2 separate regions of the Ovis aries genome follow, and region 2 is linked to region 1. Evidence: chromatin contacts called from public Hi-C data. All regions are on one chromosome and are shown on one strand. The core of a region is the stretch at or near the end of the contact, and the rest is flanking DNA. Distances in the headings are between cores, read along the strand shown.

Region 1 (3,374 bases), core at 698-3,197:
CATGGACTGCTGCATGCTAGGCTTCCATGTCCTTCATTATCTCCTGGAGTTTACGCAAATTCATGTCCATTGAGTCGGTGAATCCATCCAACTGTCTCATGCTCTGTTGCTCCCTTCTCCTCCTGCCCTCAATCTCTCCTAGCATCAGGGTATTTTCCAATGAGTTGTCTTTTCGAATCAGGTGGCCAAAAAGTATTGGAGCTTCAGCTTCAGCAGCAGTCCTTCCAATGAATGTTAGGTTTTGATTTCCTGAATGACTGGTTTGATCTCCTTGCTTTCCAAGGGACTCTCAATAGTCTTCTCCAGCACCATCCTGCATTGGCAGATGGGTTCTTTACCACTGAACCACCAGGGAAGCACTATGCTCTTTAACACCTTGTGTTTAAAGTACAGACACATTGTGTTTTAAAATGTATGCCAAGTTCTTAACTATTAAACTTCCACTAAAGCGTGAATCTTTTTTTTTTCTTTCCTTGGGGGCCTCCCTTGTGGCTCAGCTGGTAAAAAATCCGCCTGCAGTGCAGCAGACCTGGGTTTGATCCCTGGGTTGGAAAGATCCCCTGGAGAAGGGAAAGGCTACCCACTCCAGTATTCTGGCCTGGAGAATTCCACAGACTATATAGTCCATGGGGTCACAAAGAGTCGGACATGACTGAGCGACTTTCATTTTGGTGGTTGTTTCACTATTGTCTGAAGGAGCGTAAAGTAGTTATTGTAATTGCTGTCATCCTATTGGTTTTGGATATAGAAGGTGGGTTGTAGTTATTTAAAATGAGAAAACTGGAGCTCAAGGAGGGAATACTATTTTCTTCTGGTATAAAATATCAAGGCAGACTAATTACAAGAAGTCAGCTTTTCTGACTAAACAGGTATCTGCTGTGTCTTTTCTAAAAGACACACGTGCACTTACTGGCTCTGCTGTTTTCTTTCTTCTCAGTTTAGCTCTCTGGGCAGCTTGTCTCTTACCAGTCTGTCTTGAGATCTCCCGGAGGTTCTTTCTGTCTGTTTATCTGTCTCTCACACACACACCTCCATCAGCAGCACCCCTGGTTTATTCCCTATTCTTTTCATCCAAAAAGTGAACTGTCTTGATTAGACCACTGAAAGATGCCTTTCTATCAACATCAAATGACTGATTGAATGTATCTGTCTGTTAGGGCAAAGATGACTCATAAGGCAGTGTGTGAAAAGAGAAGAATGGGAGGGGATAGATGGCTTTAAGGGTTCTTGACTCACAGTAATAGAAAACAAACTTACAGTTACCAGAGGGGATAGCAGGGGAAATGGGGAAGGTAAATTAGGAGTTCAGGATTAACATATACACACTAAATATAAAAGAGATAAGCAACAAGGATATACTGGATAGCACAGGGAACTATATTCAATGTCTTGTAATAACCTACAGTAGAAAAAAATCAGAAAAATAATATATATTTTAATACAAAGTGGAAAAAAAAAAAAACAGAGCAGGTATGGCCTGTACATCGGATTGGCAGTTGTTTGCAAAAATTTCTTTGATTGTTCCTGGGAAGGGGTAGCACACTGAGGGACAGAGCAAGGAGGCCCATCACACCTTATATCCCTGAATCTCTTAAATTCTTGGATACTGATTTCATTCCTCCATTATGCTGGCAGCCGCAACCTGAGCACACAGGGCAAGGTGACCTAGATCATTACAGGGAGCAATGTATTTTCTGTGATGCACTGTTCCCTTTTTGAAATAGGAAATCTCATTCTATGGAAAAGACTCCAAATTGGCGTTTCATTTTACACACCAATAGCCGGGGCAGCTGCTAACGACTTTAAGTGGTAATTACAGCTATGGGCACGTAACAACTTTCTGCCTTTTTATTACCCTGGGAATTCAGGCTCTGAAGTATCTCTGATGTTCCTCTTGGCTGCATTCAGCATTCAGAAGTGACTCATAGTGCACTTGCTCATACCCTACCTCCCCAGTGACCTGGTGCTGGGTGCACCCCGAGACTGTCCTGGGAGGCGGCCCATAGCCAGAGGCTATTATACTTTCTATGGTGACAGTTGAGTTCACTTAAGCCAGCTCGTTTGCGTATCTCTGTCCTCCCTGGTGATTTAAAGTTGCTTAGTTAGCGACTCTCTCTTACCTCTAAGCAGCAGTCAAGCAGGTTGCTCACCTGCTACTTTTCGTTTTGCCCGTCAAGGCGGCCCTGTCTTTCTGTCTGGTCAAGTCTGATTAGTTCTTGCGCCCTGTGGCTTCTTGGGCTGAGGGGTAACCTGTGTGTTCCCTGCAGCACTTCTCTCTTGGATGGTGGTCAGCCATTCAAACACCCAGGGCAGGAAGGGAAAGGAGTGCAGTGAAGCTGGGGTCCTCTGGGAGAGGAAGGGACCATGTGCATGGTTGCCCCCCTCCTCGTGGGTTTATAATTTTATGCAAAATAAAAGCTAATTAGAGGTGAAGCAGCTTCATCAAGTAGGGGAGGGTCTGATTTCAGGTGTGAAACAGACCAAATGCCAGTTTGTTTTTAGGGAACTGTGTGGTTATATTAGGGAGGGAGCGATGTTGAAATTTTCACCCTCTTCCTCCCTAGACATAGTCATGCCTCTCAAAACGTGTTGGTCAGAGGTAAAGGCTTTTTGTCTTTGCAGACCTGTCAGATCCTTATTCTTTTACCATGGTCCCTTTCAAATGAATGGTGTTATTAATAGTACCCTTTATAAATAGCTCTTTTTTTTTTTTACAAACAGCTTTATTGAGATATAATGTACATTCCTTAAAGTGTACCTGTTTAGCTGTTCTTCAGTGTATATTCAGAGTATGTATTCAACACTGTGACCTAAGTTTAGAACATTTTCATCATCCTGAAATGAAACCTGTACCCTTTAGCAGTCACCCTCCCCCCATCCTAGCCTACCTTCTCCTTCTCCCAGCCCTAGTGTGTGGTAGTGTTAGTCGCTCAGTCGTGTCCAACTCTTTGTGACCCTGTGGACAGTAGCCTGCCAGGCTCCTCTGTCCATGGAATTCTCCAGGCAAGAATACTGGAGTGGGTTGCCATTCCCTTCTCCAGGGGATCTTCCCAACCCAGGGATCAAACCCGGGTCTCCTTCATTGCAGGCTGATTCTTTACCATCTGCGCCACCAGGAAGCCCCTCCCAGTCCTGGGAAACCACTAAGCTACTTCCCGCCCCTATAGATTTGCCTATTCTGGCCATTTTATATGAATGGAATCACACGGTATGTGGTCTTCCGTGACTAACAGCTTTCAGTTTGCATAACTGTTTGATGTTCATCTATGTGAGAGTCAACTGTGATGTGGTTATCTATGTATGCCATTCCTTTTTATGGCTGAATAGGACTCCACGGTATGATCTATCAACACAAGGTATCATTTATGTGTTTG
Region 2 (3,319 bases), core at 667-3,166, 120 kb before region 1:
CAGGACTGTGCCTCAGGTGTCCACAGCAGTGCCTGGCTGATAGCCCACCTCCATCCTTGGGCTGGTCTTCCCTCCTTGTCTGTTCCCCTCCCCCAGTCCCTCACCCTCATTTCCTGGGATCACTTCCCCAAATGCACGGCATCGAAGCCTCTTCTAATGCTTCACTTGTTGGCAGGAATGAGTCCCATTCTATTTTCTGATCATGTTCCTTGCTCTTGTCTCTTCATTTCTTTAATATTCATTCACAGGGAACATCTAGAATATTCCTTGTCGAGAGAAGGGCCCCCAATACAAAAAGGAATCAGGCCCAGGCTTGCTCCTGAGGTGACAGAATAAGTGGTCTGGTTTGGGGCATCTGAGGTTTTCTCCAGAATGTCTTTTTAAGGAAGGAATTTGCTGGGAGACAGTGGTGGAAGACGTTCTGTTTTGTTTTTGTAAACAAGATGGCCGAGGGAGTGGTGCAGGCAGAGAAGTAGGGTGGTGAACATGGTCTGTTTGGGGACTGGAAAGTTGAGGGAGACTGAAGCGGAGGGCCTGGAATGTGCACATGCCCACAAGGTCAGGGAGGGCCTTGAGTGGCTCCTTACATGTTGCTTTCCCGGTCTGGCCTTCTGTTCTAGGTGGCCCTTGCTGGGCTGTGGCTGCTGACCAGGTGTGGGTGCTGGCTGGCATGGCCTTGGCACAGGCCTCAGTCTGAATCTCTCAGTACAGGAGCTCTGGGCAGCTGAGTCTCGCCTCACCCAGGCCATCCTGCCCCACAGCCAATCTCTGGAACAGCTGGCAGGCCCAGGAGGTATGTCCTACACCCTTCTTGAACGCCCCAGATCACGCTGTGCAATCTGCTTATGTGTGTTTCTGTTTTCTTTGCTCTGAAGCAGTCCTGCTGTGGGGGTCTTTATGCTGAGCCCGTCCCGCTGTGGTCACCATGCTGCTCCTGGCTCAGGGGCAGGCCAGTGACTTTACAGTGGGGCAGGGTGTCTGGTAGCTGCCCCATCAAGCGGACCCCATCTTGGGGACCTGAAATTAAAAGACGCACAGAGATGGCAGCAGAGAGAAGCAGTGAGGACGAGACAGGGCGAGCAGAGGGGAGCAGCGTTGTTGACGGCAGGACAAGCAGGGAGATGGTGGTTGAGTCCCAATGATGTGGCCGTACCAGGACCTGTGAGACAGTGAAGGATCCCCAGAGAGCCCTGGAGGGTCTTTTTGTTTCTGAACTAAACCCCAACCCTCACCCCAACTCTGATCTCCTGCCCCCCTCCAAGGCCAGTTCAACTGGAGGTCAAAGGACAAGGCAGTTATGAGGATACAAAACCCAGAGGTCAGCCCGCCAGGGCCCAGGGCAGGTGGTGAGGGTAGGAGCAGAGATACAGCCCTTGGAGCCTGTTTAGCACCTGTGCCGGCTGAGGTGGCTGTGACTCTTGTGACAGTAAATGCCTGTCACTTAAAGGCTCAGCCTGTCTCCATTCCTTGCAAGCAGAGCAGCCCGACACAGCACAGTGGGGAGGGCCACTTGGTCTCCTGGCTCCCAGAGCGCCCTCCTACGTGCCCACAGAGGGCCAGTACTTGTCAGCAAGGCCTCTGTTGGGCCATGGCTGAAGGAACCCCAGAGACACATCAGGCCTTCTTAGTTACACTGTGAGCTGTTTATTCACCATGTAGCTATACTTAGGAATGAAGACTCTCACAAGGACTCCTTCCCTGTATTTATCTACCGAAGTTTATTCTGTCAAATCAAAAAGAACACTCTGAGTACCCTTCCCCCCACCCCAGAAGTTTAAAAAAAGAGATTAAAAAAAAAAAAAAGAAATATACACCAGCTCTCTCAGGGCAGCTGGCCTCCTTCAGGAACCAGCTGAAACTCCAGGGGACAAGAGCAGAAAAGCAACTTTAGGTTCAGAATGCTGAGTCATATGGAGCATGGGCTGGCTGCTGTGGGAGGCGATTAGGGAAGAAAATTGCTGTGTGTGTGAGTGTGTGTGTGAGAGGGAGAGAGAGAGAATATTTACGAGGAGGAGGTGTGGACTGGAAGGCGGTGCCCAGCTTGGATCAGGGAGGAGGCCAGGCCCAGACCAGACTCCTCGCTGGAGCCCTTGTTTACTCAGCCAGTTGTGCCAGACCCCAGGCTTCCCCGAGCTCACTGTTGTAACATCCCTGTGGTGTCACCCCTGTTGTCCGGTTCAGGACCCTGGGGCTCCAAGTTCCCAAAGCCAGCGAACGAGTATGTTAAGCTATGGAAGTGACAGTCACTCAGTCGTGTCCAAGTCTTTGTGATCCCGTGGACTGTGGCCCCCCCAGGCTTCTCTGTCCATGGGATTCTCCAGGCAAGAATACTGGAGTGGGTTGCCATTCCCTTCTCCAGGCGATCTTCCTGACGCAGGGGTTAAACCTGGGTCTCCTGCATTGCAGGCAGATTCTTAACCATCTGAGCCACAGGGGAAACCCTAAGATAGGGATGTTGGTTGATGCTGTCAGGGTTAAAGTGAAGCAACAAACACATTTGTCAGGATTTCACTAGTTCATCCACTTCATCAAGGATACGAGTGACTTTTTTGCTGAACTGGGTAAGAGTTTTAGAATCCTGGGAAAATATTTCCTCATTTTTTGGTTTTATTTGCAATGTAATGGATCCCAAATGTGGCACACTTTTAAGTGAATGCTGTGCTATTAACACTTTCTCCTTCACTTTCTTAGATCTAGATAACAAGACAAGAAATAAAACCCCAGTCTGTAGCATTTGCCAATTCCTGCGGTATAAATATTCCTACTATGGCACATTTCAAATTACTGACACGACACTGCTGAGAGTGATGCAGATTTGGGAATAGAAAGGCAGGGCACGCCTTTTATAGTATTTTCACCATACAGACACGGTAGATGTAAATGACCAGAATAGCCCGGGTAGTCGTTAGATGTAGCAAAATAATTGGGAATGTGTGAGTATTTAATACTTTTGTGTTTCATATAATTTATTAAATTACAAATTGCTGTAACTTAGTTTTTAATAAGAACTGTGTTTATCACCTGGGTCTCCAGATTCTTCAGAAATTCTCTCACCACTGGTGTGTGTCAGCTCCAGTACATCAGATTGTAGCCTTATCTCAAAACTTGGCAAGTCACACATGCACCATGTGGAGCCAAGATCCTGAATCATTTCTGCTATTTTCAGATGTACACACATGCCCCACCTCAGTGAAAGAGCAGAGTTTGTCCCTCGTCTTACTTCTCTAACTTCGTGTCCTGTACTTTCCTTCTCACTGACTCTGCTGCCTAGATATTCCTTGAACACACTGGGCTTGTCCACCTCAGGACTTTAGCACTT

What was found. Hi-C and Micro-C count contacts between places; a contact is called where the count stands out from the background.
Region 2: a Hi-C map of blood shows a contact between it and region 1, with 6 times the contacts expected there. The contact joins two enhancer-like sites. A contact is called at or near these places in 12 of 16 Hi-C or Micro-C datasets (blood, hypothalamus, liver and 6 more).

Annotation. Positions count from the first base shown.
Region 1 is chr1:238,007,429-238,010,802 of ARS-UI_Ramb_v3.0, reverse strand. No RefSeq gene overlaps it. Among named protein-coding and RNA genes, the nearest start is that of MINDY4B, 52 kb to the right of the region's middle. Within about 2 kb of position 1,947, at least 8 of the 54 cell types and tissues checked have an H3K27ac peak or open chromatin away from gene starts, as enhancers often do.
Region 2 is chr1:238,128,863-238,132,181 of ARS-UI_Ramb_v3.0, reverse strand. No RefSeq gene overlaps it. Among named protein-coding and RNA genes, the nearest start is that of ERICH6, 30 kb to the left of the region's middle. Within about 2 kb of position 1,916, at least 24 of the 54 cell types and tissues checked have an H3K27ac peak or open chromatin away from gene starts, as enhancers often do.